Linked DNA regions of Sus scrofa: all the other regions are linked to region 1. A link is a contact called in public HiChIP or PLAC-seq data. All regions are on one chromosome and are shown on one strand. The core of a region is the stretch at or near the end of the contact, and the rest is flanking DNA. Distances in the headings are between cores, read along the strand shown. Region 1 holds the start of NRDC (nardilysin). Region 2 holds the start of KTI12 (protein KTI12 homolog). Region 3 holds the start of ZFYVE9 (zinc finger FYVE domain-containing protein 9).

Region 1 (3,709 bases), core at 1,010-3,509:
CAGTTTTAATCACCTCTGTATGCCTGGTACCAGAATAAAATATCATTTATCAAGTTATATTCAACCAAGTTTCAGAAAAGAGTTAAGATAGCTCAGTGCCTAAGACACAGTAAGACAAGAGTTTTTCGAATGAATTTGCCCAAAATGAGGTCATTAAATGAAAAAATACATCCACAGCAGTTAGAACAGTATCTGACATGTGGTGTATGTTCTATAAACATTACTTTTATTATATAACTTTAAAAAGGCAGGAAAAAAACTGAAGCTGTTATTTAAACTGGAAGGCAAAAACTAAATACCTTTTATCAAGGTTCAAATTGCTCATTTACATCATTACTAATATAATGTCTTTGATAAGAGAAAATTTGGCCCATCCATAAAGATCTGCAGCCAGGGAAGAATAGTACAGAGTTGTGAATTGTTAATCTCTTTTTATCAAGGTCCAAATTGCTCATTACATCATTACTAATATAATGTCTTTGATAAGAGAAAATTTGGCCCATCCATAAAGATCTGCAGCCAGGGAAGAATAGTACAGAGTTGTAAACTGTTAATCTCTAGTAAGAAAAAATTAGGTCTGTCTTCAACTTGGGGCTAAATCACTTCTTTCTAGACCTTAGTTTCAGTCATCTGCCTATTGAGGGTGGTAGGGAATGAAAAAGATTATCTTTAAGGTTCTTTCCTGCTCTAACACTGTAGGGGCTTATAACAAATTAAAACCTAGAAAGAATCCTTTAGCTTTCAACTCAATATGAGTAAGAACTTTATAAAAAAAATCAGTAAATGGTGCACTGGAGTTAGTGTCAGATGGACACCGTGTTCATACCAGCTCTGTTATTATTTAGCTATGTAATTCTGAGCAAGAAGCAAACCCTCTGGATCTCAATTTCCTCAACTTGTAAAATGAAGCTAAGCAATATGATCTCTCTTTAAAATAATTATAGTCATGACATTCTATGGAATAGGCTACCTGCGAAGAATATACTCAGGTGGGGATTGAGCCTCCAGATATTAGAGATGTTTAGAGGATTATGATACAAACCAAAAGTTGAGAATTGCGGGATGAGAGGAAACCTTACAAATCTTCTATGATTCACCCAACTGAGACTCAAGCCCTCTCTAATATATTCTTGGAAGATGTCACCCAACCATTCGAGCATTGAGAAAAAAACCATGGAAGTAAGTCACTTCATTTCAGGCCAACTCTGATGCCTAAGTTCTTTTACTGAAGCCACATGACCCTCCAGTAACTTCCACCCATTAGTTTTACCCCTCTTTCATCTACGGGCACCTGGAATGTTTGTGGATAATGATAGTATTTCCCTTAAATATCCCCTCCAAAATTAAAATCTCCAGCTCCTTGAACCTTTCCTCATAATACCAATACCCCACCCCACCCCCCGCCCATCCAGCCTGCTTTCCTCAGAGAAACCTCCATTCTTGCTTTAGCGAGTATCAAAATTATTCCAACAACCCTGCCCATTCTGACATCCAGATTCCTTGTGGAACCCAAGTTTTCCCCCTCGTCCAGCTCACACATCACGGAAGCCTCTAACTGCTCTTGACACCTCCATCCAAGGAAGCTTTGGGGCTGGGAATGTGCCCCTGGTGCTCCTTCGGAAGATTCGGAGACAAGAAGAGACCACAGCGGCCACTCTGAGGCCCTCGCCCTGCTTTCCTCCCTGGTCTAAGCCTCCTCCCTCACCGGTATTGCTTGGGGTCGCTGGGAGACTTGACGATCTCAGGGTCTCCGGCATTACTGACAGGCACCCTCCGTCCCTCCTCCTCAGATTCGTCGGCTCCCAGACGGGCAACCCGGCCGCTCTCGCCCAAATCCTGTCCATTGGGCTGCAGGTCAGGGCAGCTGCAGGTAGACTTCGCCTTGTTCCTTCCAGGCATGGTCAGAGTAGGAAAGGGTCTGGCAGCCGCGGAGTCTTCGCACCGACCCCGCGCTTCTACTCTCCACAGCGCCGCGAGCTCCCGCCCGGCCTCACACCACAACTTCCTCCCGGTGGCACTGACTGCAGCAACCGTGACTCTCCTCAACATTCACCACCAAGCCGGAGTAATGGGCATCCCGCTCCCTAGGGCCCTCCTCCTCCTCCTACTTCTCCAGCCGCTCCTCCTCCTCCGCGTTCCAGAGGCGGTGGCGGCCGGCGCTGGTGCTGCCGCAGCCGCCGGGGAGGACAGGCCTGAACCCCTCCCCCAATCCGGTCTCCCCCAAGCCAACTTCCCTCATCCCCCCCACCCTCCCGCCGTCGATGACGCAACTGACTTTAGCCAATAACAAGGCAAGATAGAAGTCATGTGCATGTGATCAACCAATGGGAACAAGGAATAAAAAAGAACCAAAGAGACCGGGCCGGCATCTCGCAGCACGCAGAGAGCTCTTCGGGACACGGAGTGGGCGGGGCGAGAGAAAAGAGGCGGAGAGAGGGACGCGGAGGACGACGGGAGAACGGCGCCTGGGAGGCTGCGCAGCGTTTATGACGGAAGAGGGGAGGTGGCTTGAGGTAGCAGCTGAATAGTGCTCCACCGCTCCGAGAGAAATATTCCCCGGATGAGAAAACCGCTAAGCGAGTGGAGAAAATTAATTTCCAGGCTTCCCCTCCCCTCACTCATGTCGTATTTTGCGTATCATGCCCCTCAGACCTGGGTGGAGTTTTGGCCGTGACTCGGCACGTAAAAAGCAGAACGCCGGAAGTGTTTTTCTGCAGCCGGATGGAAGCTGCGTGGGAGTGGAGCTGAGCGGAACCGGAGAAATAGCCGCCGTGCTTCTCCTCCTTACAGCTTGCTAGACCGTCGTGCACTTCGCCTAAGTGTTTAAAAGACCGGTGTAAATGTGTTCACTCTTCTATGCGAAAACATTTTGAGCTTCCCCCAGAGACTAGAGTCCACAGTTAGTGTTAGCCAACTTTCGCTGAGCAGCCACCTCCTGTCCCTTAAGTCCGTTTCCCCAAGGTTTTTTCCTGCCTTCAGTGGCCGTTGGTGGGCAAGATGTGATTGAAACAGACGTACTTGGAAAATAAAAAGCAACTGATGTGGTACTAGGTGTGTGATTTACTAACCTTGGCATAAGCAGTTGTAGCACACAAAAGGAAGAAACATGGTGAATGCAGAAGCACTTGAAGCAGAGATATCTTGATGATTGTTTTAGGTCTTTACATTTTTCTAGGCCTCCCCAGCTCCAGATATAGGGAAGACAATCATGAACAAAACAAAATTTGTTGCCTTCTTGGAGCATGCATTCAAATGGGGAGAAACAGAATAAAATAATTTTTAAAAAGTGAATGCTAAGGGAGTTCCCTTCATGGCTCAGGGGAAACGGAATCTGACTAGTATCCATGAGGACGCAGGTTCACTCCCTGGCCTTGCTCAGTGGGTTAAGGATCCACTGTTGCTGTGAGCTGTGGTGTAGGTCTCAGATATGGCTGGGATCTGGTGTTGCTGTGGCTCTGGTGTAGGCCCGCAGCTACAGTTTCAATTCGACCTGTAGCCTGGAAACCTCCGTGGGTGCAGCCCTAAAAAGGCAAAAAGGGCGGAGGTGGGAATGCTAAGACAAGAAATGATGATGGATAGGAAAATAAAGAGTTGGGAAGGAGAAGCCCAAGGAATCAGAAAAGAAATGGTAAAATCTGGAGTTCCTATAGTGGCTCAGCAGTAACGAACCCAACCGGTATCCGTGAAGACTCAGGTTCGATCTCTGGCC
Region 2 (3,659 bases), core at 795-3,294, 140 kb after region 1:
CGACGGAGGCGACTCAGTTCTGCCATGGTCAAGGGCCGGGTAAACCGGAGGTGCTCTGTGGTGCCAGGAAGCTTAAGCAAGTCTCCGGGGACTGCGCTCTTCTGTGCTTCCATCAGTCCTGCCAACACCTGGCTAGTGACCTGGTCCAACTGGTGCAAAAAGCTGCCAGAGGCAAGTGGCTGGGACTGTGTAGACTGATGGGGTGGAGGAGCCCGGTTCTCAAAGAGGGCAGCCCTGATCTCTGCCAAGGGCAACGGCTCCTCTAAGCCCACCAAAGTGAACAGGGGCCGGTCCCAGCGGTTCCGAGAGTCGGGAGCTTCGAAGCGCAGCGCCAGAGCCTCCAGAAGTTCGGGAGGGTAAAAAACACCGGACACATGCTTTGCAGGTTTCTCGGATTCCGTATTCAAGACAGCTAGAAAATCTGACGCCCCGATTTCCTTCTGCTCTGGTTCCTTAAGTACATCTGTCTGGCGTCTCCCGTTGACTACGGAGTCCACTGCCTGCGGTTCCCCGAGAACACTGGTGTCCGCCGGCAGAGGTCTCCCTCCCTCCTCAGCGCGCGGTCTCCAACTCACACTGACGTTCAGGCTCCGATTCTCCTCTACGCCGGCCACCCGCGGTCCTCTGCCCAAACCACCTGGCCGCACGCAGTAGACCACGCACAGCGTGGTGCGCGCCGCCCGAGCCAGGCAATACAGCTCGTAGCGGAAGCCCTTGATGTAGTTAAGCGAGTCGATAATGACCACGTCGTGGCGACTCAAGCGCCGCTCCACGGCAGCTCGCAGGGCCCCACGCAAGGCCTTCTCACGGGCCGAATCGCCGTACACTGTCGCGTCCTCCGCGCCCAGCACCGCCGCTTCGTCCACCACGTATACCGCGCGGCCCTCGGCCGCCAGGGCGCGGCGGAGCTCTTCCGCGCGCCGGCTCTTGCCGGTGTACGGCAGTCCGCAAAACACCACGAGGGGCATCGTCCCAGGAGGCGGCCATGTGCAATTGCGCCGTCAACTTCCGGGTTGCCCGAGTTTCCGACGCAAAACGGAAATGCAAACTGCACTTCCTGCCTCCCACGACTCTTACAGGACCTCTTGTTGCTATGGAAACAGGAATTCTGGCCAACTAGAGCTAGGTCCCGGTCTCTCTGAAAGGAGAGGGAGCTTAGAATGGCTTCCGTTATTTATATAAAATATTACAAGTCTCAGAAGAATGTGATCTCTCAGTGGTCGAGGACTAGGTCCATCCATTTACAATGGGGCCTTAAAGAGCATTAAATATTGCAAAACCATTAGCACTAAGCACATAGAAGGCAGTTCACAAATGCTAATTCCCTTTCATTCCTTACAGCCTGTACACGCAGTAACTGTTTTTCGATAACCACTTCAATCATTAAACATCTTCATGATTGGGGATTTAGAAATGAACATAAAACAGTTCCCCCATAGGAGGCCAAAGGTCTGCATGGGAAAAATCAGGTACCTACTAGCAGAATAATATACACGCTAATGGATAGAGGTAGGTTGAGGTGTAAAAGAGAAAAACAAACTGCCCACAGATATTACTGAAGACTTTACCTAGGAATAGTCCTATTTCTTCTGGGTAAGGTTACCAGATAAAGTATAGGATACCTAGTTAAATCTGTATTTCAGATAATCAACAAAAAATGTTTTAAAAATAAGTATGTCTCAGAGTTACCACTGTGGCGCAACAGGGATTTGCAGCATATTTGCAGTGCTAGGACACAGACTGGATGCCTGGCACAGTGGGTTAAAAGATTCATGTAGGGAGTTCCCATTGTGGCTCAGCAGAAATGAATCTGTCTAGGAACCATAAGGTTGAGGGTTCAATCCCTGGCCTCGGTCAGTGGGTTAAGGATCTGGCATTGCCGTTAGCTGTGGTGTAGGTCACAGATGCGGCGTGAATCTGGCATTGCTGTGGCTCTGGCTTAGGCCAGCAGCAACAGCTCCGATTCAACCCCTAGCCCGGGAACCTCCATATGCTGCGGTGTGGCTCTAAAAAGACAAAAGACCAAAAAAAAAAAAAAAAAAAAAAAAAAAATCCAGTGTTGTTGCAGCTGCCACATAGGCAGATCTGATCACTGGCCAGGGAACTCCATATGCCCAGTGGAGGTGCCAAAAGAAAAAGAAAAAAAAAAAAAATCAATATATAAAAACAAGTGTGGGAGTTCCCGTCGTGGCGCAATGGTTAATGAATCCGACTAGGAACCATGAGGTTGTGGGTTTGGTCCCTGCCCTTGCTCAGCGGGTTAACGATCCGGTGTTGCCTGAGCTGTGGTGTAGGTTTCAGACTCGGCTTGGATCTGGCATTGCTGTGGCTCTGGTGTAGGCCAGTGGCTACAGCTCTGATTCGACCCCTAGCCTGGGAACCTCCATATGCCGCGGGAGCGGCCCAAAGAAATAGCAAAAAGACAAAAAACAAAAACAAAAAACAAACAAGTATGTCTCAAATATTGCTTGAGCATAATTAGAATTACTTATTGCTTACCTAAAATTCAGTAACTGGGCATCCTTTACTTTTACTTGCTAAATCTGGCAACCTTACTTCTGCAGAAGTAATGAGACTCAGCCATGAAGCTCTGTTCTGAGAAAAGCAAGCACTCTAGCTTGGTAGACACAGAAATATGAGTGTTTCTGTGCAAGTACGTGTGTGTGTATAAAATGCACATATATTGGGTCTCTGTATCTCTCCAATACAGTAGAGTAGAATGTTCAAGTCTTTTTTTTTTTTTGCTTTTTAGGGCCGCACCCACAGTATGTAGATGTTCCCAGACCAGGGGTCGAATTGGAGCTTCAGCGGCCAGCCTATGCCACAGCCACAGCAGTGTGGGATCTGAGCTGCATCTGCAACCTATACTACAGCTCACAGCAACAGCAGATCCTTAACCCCTGAGTGAGGCCAGGGATTGAACCCACATCCTCATGTATACTAGTCAGGTTCATAACCTGCTGAGCCACAAGAGGAACTCTGAGTATGCTCAAGTCTTGGCTTCGCCACTTACTAGCTATGTAAACTACTGTCAAGTTACTTGACTATTCTGTATCTCAGTTTTCTCTCCTGTGAAATAATAATGGTTTTTATTTCACAGGCTAAACCAACCTCATACACAGGTTTTGAAGATAAAAAAATTAATGAATGTAAAGCACATAGATCAGTGTTTAGCCTTTCCTCCCCCGCTCTGCCTTTTCCTCCTCCATCAAATCAGTTTTCTGTGCATATATTAAACCTACATGGAACTTAAGATCATTCAACTTGGGAGTATTAGGCAGCATGGTTTACTGGTGAAGTGTAGGCTCTGAAGCCAGGGTGCCTGGGTCTGAATCAAATTAGCTGTGTGATCTTAGGTAAGTTATTTAACTGCTCTGTGCTTTAGTTTTCTCATCTGTAAAATGAAAGAAATAGTACCCACCTCAAATGAGTTGTTGAGAGAATTAAATGAGTTAATTCATATAATTCAATGCCTGGTATGTTATAAGCACTTAATAAATGTTAGCTATTATTATTGTCATTCAGGCAACTACTCCATTCTTGCTCTGCCTGGCATAATCCTTTGCCTGAAATTAACGTGAAGCTGATGGCTGGAAAGGGTATTTACCATATAAACAACCTAAAACCATATCTTGTACCTGGCAGCTGCTTCTTTCTTC
Region 3 (3,946 bases), core at 1,382-3,881, 220 kb after region 1:
GTGTAATTGACAAATAAAAGGCCTGAAGGAGTTTCCTAGTGGCTCAGCAGGTTATGAACCTAGTTGTCACTGCTGAGACTCTGGTCACTCCTGTGGCACAGGTTTGATCCCTGGCCCGGGAATTTCCTCATGTTTATTTGGGTTGCTGTACTTTCAACTCACTTGAAGAGACCATTTGTAGAATACTGGCTTTCTGTAGGATGTCTATGGTATAAGAGTGAAAGTAGGTTTCCCATGTTGGGAATAAGGAGATATTTTAGAGTCACTGGATAGTAATAGAAATCAACGCAAAATTATTGAGGGTAGGGTAACCAAATCAATTGACAGCAGGTCAAGGTAGATCAAAGGAAATAGATTTACAGTAGAGGAAAAGAGAACAGATAAAAAAAATTTCAGAAGCAAAGAACAAATTGGGTAGGAAGAGTCAAACAATGGAATTAAACTGTAGATGAAAGGGTTTAAAGTGGGCTACTATAATCGGGGAGGTGGCAGTGAGGATAAAGGCAGGCTCTTTGAGCAACATAATTTGAGTAGAACGGGAGAGGGTGTGAAGCAAGAGGAAACTGGTCCTGGGAACAAATGAATCATCTTCACGTAGTAGCTACACCCTGGGTAGCATGATTATTCATAAACAAATGTAGATTTCCTGTGGTGGTAGTGAACTAGGCTTGGAAAGCACAGTGCTAATGTTAGGTTGCCAAACTAATCTTAATTAAAGGGCCATTTCTCTAGATTGAAACTGTTTAGCAACAGTAACTTAGTCTTACAGCCTTTTTTGAATATTGCAGAAAGGACTGGGAGAGTGAAGGAATCTCAGGGTCTGCTTCCAGCTTTTCCTTATATTGGATGTATTTCACATGTAAGATGGTGGTAGTATAGTACTTAATTCTTAGAACTGTTGCACGGATGAATCACAGCTTCCTTCTGAGCCCCAGTTTCTCTTGTTATAAAAAGGGGATAGTGATTTTTTTGTAATGTGACTCAGAAGTAGGTGGCGAAGGCAGACACAGGAACAGCTTTCATTTATTGGAAGAGAGCTGTTAGGTTATATTTTTCTCTAAGGTGGCTGCTCAATTATTATTTGAAAGTTCCCAGAGACCTTATATAATTTTCTCATTAAGATATATTATTATTAGGACATAACCTTAGGTAAGGTGAGATTGCCTTATAATTCTTTTTTTTATATAGAGGAATATATTGGTTCTTTGCAGATATCTGCTATGCAACAGAATGTCATAGGATCAGGTATACTAGGCTCTATTCTTCTTCAGTGGAGGGATGTTATATAAGTCCATTAGTGAAATTTAAAGAAATTTTACCCAGACCAAGAATGACGAAGAATAATGCACCCATTTTTTTTTAATGCACCCATCTTTCCATAGGAAAACACACACACACACACACAGATTTTGAAAGAAAAAGATGAGAAAAATCTTGAATTTAAGGACTGAGGGTGTTTCGGAATCAACAGTAATAGGAACTAACATTTATTGAGTAACTTCCATGGGCTAGTTCCTTTGCAAAATTATCTCCAATCTTTGCAACAATCAGCAAGGCAGGCATCAGAAAATCGAGGTTCCTAAATATTATATAACTTGCCCAGGATCATAAAATTAAACACAACAGAGCTGGAATTGGTGCCTCTGCCAGGATCTGTCTGCCACCAAAGACCCTGCTCATTCTACTACATACTTAATGATAAAATCATGTATTTGGAAAAACTGGGGACCAGAGGATTTGAACAATTTCTCTTTCCCTCTTTTCCCTCTGAGAGCCTTTCTTTTGTTTTTGGTTCTGATGTTTTCACCCTAGAGTTTGAGTGGGATCGAATATAGGGTACCTGTAAAGAGAATGATTCCACAGCCCCCACAATATAACAATTTCTTTCCTTTAGAGCCTTACCTGGGATGTGGAAGGGACTGGGGATGGATGAGCGGAGTGGGGGTGGGGGTGGGGGTGGGGGAGTGTGTTAGAATATGGATTGTTTTTCTCTTAATTTTAGATTGTTTATAAATTTCAGGACAACTCGTTTATTTTCTTCTCTTGCTTGTCTTATTATTATTAATTTGTTCTATTTTGGGGGAGGTTGGGTGTTAAGGGTTTGGTATCTGTTGGGAATTCCTGAAATGATTTGCCAATAGATCCAAAAAAAAGTTAAGGTCAAAGACAATTCCTTCATCTGTTTCAGGAAAGGATGCGTGGGGGGGGGGGTTGATTCTGGGTCACCCTTCTTACATCCAGACGCACTGAACGGATTACAAAGGCTACCCCTTGAATCTCGAGAGGTGAAATCCAGGAGATTCCCCTCACATCCCTGCTCTCAGGTGAAGGTCCGAGTGAGAGGAACGTTCACGTACCTTCTGGAGAGAAGGAAAAGGTGTAAAGATGCTCATGGCCTGAGGCCTAGGGAGTGGGGAGGAGACCCACTAAGGTCGGTGGGGACCGAGGGGCTTCCGGGGGGCGTCGTCGGGGGCGGTCCGGCGGCCCCAGGGCGACGCAGGGAGCCCGGGGCCCCCGCCATCCCCAGGCCGCGCTCCCTCGCGTTCCCTGCGGCTCGTGCCCGGGCGGCCGCCGCAGTCCCGGCGCCGTAGCCGGGCGTGGGGTCCAGGGGGCGCTGTGGCCCAGCGGCGCCGGCGGCAGGAGCGGCCACGGCGACGCTGGAGGCTTCGCCGAGGATCCCCGCCTGCAGCACCTCGGTCGTCCCGCTGCAGCCTCGCACCCCCCGCCCGGCTCAGCGGCGCTCCTGCGGGATCCGCGTGGCTGCGGCGGCCCGGGAGCCCGATGAGGCTCGGCGGGCGCTGGGCCTCAGCACCAGCGGCGACCACAGCCCCTTCAGGAGTGGGAGGCTTCGCGGCGGCGGCGGCGGCGGCGCCTGGGGCCGGGCGGGTGCCCTCCGGAGGAGGCTGTGGGCTCAGGGACGACCCCCCGGCCATGCTGAGGCGGCGGCGGCCGCTGCTCGAGGTGAGTGTGACGCGGCGTCGCGCGGTCCCGGGCTCGCTGGCCTTTGGCCGCCCGGGGAGGGCCCTGGCGGCGAGACCTCGGGCCGGGCGGACGGGGCGTCCTGCCGCTGCGGCCGCCTCCCCCACCCAGGCTCGGGGGCCTCAGCCCTTCCTCCCCGCGTCCCCCGGGGGGCTGGAGGCGCGTGGGGGACGAGTAGGCCCCGCGTCGCCGGGAAGCCCTTGCCCCGGCCTGGGCTCCGGGGCGGCCGCGTCTGTGGAGAGCGGGGCTGGCAGGGTCCCTGGCACCCTTCGGGTTGGCCGCGGGCCCGGGCCGAGCGCAGCCTCTTACCCTGGGCCCCGCACGTACATCCCGGAGGGAGGCAGAGGACGCCTGTTTGCAAACAGCCTGGGCTTCTCGCGCCCCAGGCTCAGTCCCGAAGAGTCCCGGGGGTCGGGGGCGGGAGGGTGAGAAAGCCGGTGCGGAAAGCGCGGGGCCCTGGAAGCCCTTGGAACTCCCTGGAGTGTCATTCACCCATCCGACTGGCTTGAAAACAACCTTTTGCGTCTTCTTTGAGGTGAAATTTCATCACCTACCGGCAGCTCATCTCTGCTGCTTCTGTTACCTTTTGCTTCTAAGCGTGGTCTGCCTCGGAGAAAGCCCCATTCCAGCTTTGAGATGTTAACGTCTCCCAGATAATACTCAAAATTAGAAAAACATCTTTTTTAAAAAAACAAAGGTCTGTTCCCCCCATCACCCCTCCCCCCCGTAAGAGTGTGAGTATTGTAATGCCTTAGTCCGTGGTTCAAAATTGTCCCCCTAAATAGATCCATAGGATGGATGACAAGAGGATTTTAAAAAGTCATGCTAACTATCCCAGTAACAGAGACCTGATGGAAATAGGACATATTCTAGATTTTAGTAATTAAGTGATTTATTTTGGTATTAATATAAAAAAAAGTTGGTGATCACGGTTTGATACCATTAAGTCAGCCCTTTGGGTATTTAT

Evidence for each region. HiChIP or PLAC-seq counts read pairs in DNA pulled down with a chosen protein or histone mark.
Region 2: an H3K27ac HiChIP or PLAC-seq map of alveolar macrophages shows a contact between it and region 1. The contact joins the promoter of KTI12 here to the promoter of NRDC in region 1. A contact is called at or near these places in 2 of 5 promoter capture datasets (fetal liver and liver), 3 of 47 Hi-C or Micro-C datasets (epiblast stem cells and liver) and 2 of 2 datasets of contacts at active chromatin or transcription factors (alveolar macrophages and skeletal muscle).
Region 3: a contact with region 1 is called in an H3K27ac HiChIP or PLAC-seq map of alveolar macrophages. The contact joins the promoter of ZFYVE9 here to the promoter of NRDC in region 1. A contact is called at or near these places in 1 of 5 promoter capture datasets (liver), 12 of 47 Hi-C or Micro-C datasets (alveolar macrophages, embryonic fibroblasts, fetal liver and 8 more) and 1 of 2 datasets of contacts at active chromatin or transcription factors (alveolar macrophages).

Annotation. Positions count from the first base shown.
Region 1 is chr6:160,297,651-160,301,359 of Sscrofa11.1, reverse strand. It overlaps NRDC (nardilysin), which reads right to left and starts at 2,259. Exons shown (of 31, transcript XM_003127978.6): 1 at 1,706-2,259. The coding sequence starts at 2,049.
Region 2 is chr6:160,153,299-160,156,957 of Sscrofa11.1, reverse strand. It overlaps KTI12 (protein KTI12 homolog), which reads right to left and starts at 2,044. Exons shown (of 1, transcript XM_021096660.1): 1 at 1-2,044. The coding sequence starts at 968. TXNDC12 (thioredoxin domain-containing protein 12) reads right to left here. Exons shown (of 8, transcript XM_021096661.1): 3 at 3,639-3,659.
Region 3 is chr6:160,073,160-160,077,105 of Sscrofa11.1, reverse strand. ZFYVE9 (zinc finger FYVE domain-containing protein 9) reads left to right here and starts at 2,631. Exons shown (of 18, transcript XM_021096648.1): 1 at 2,631-2,961. It also overlaps the pseudogene LOC110261408.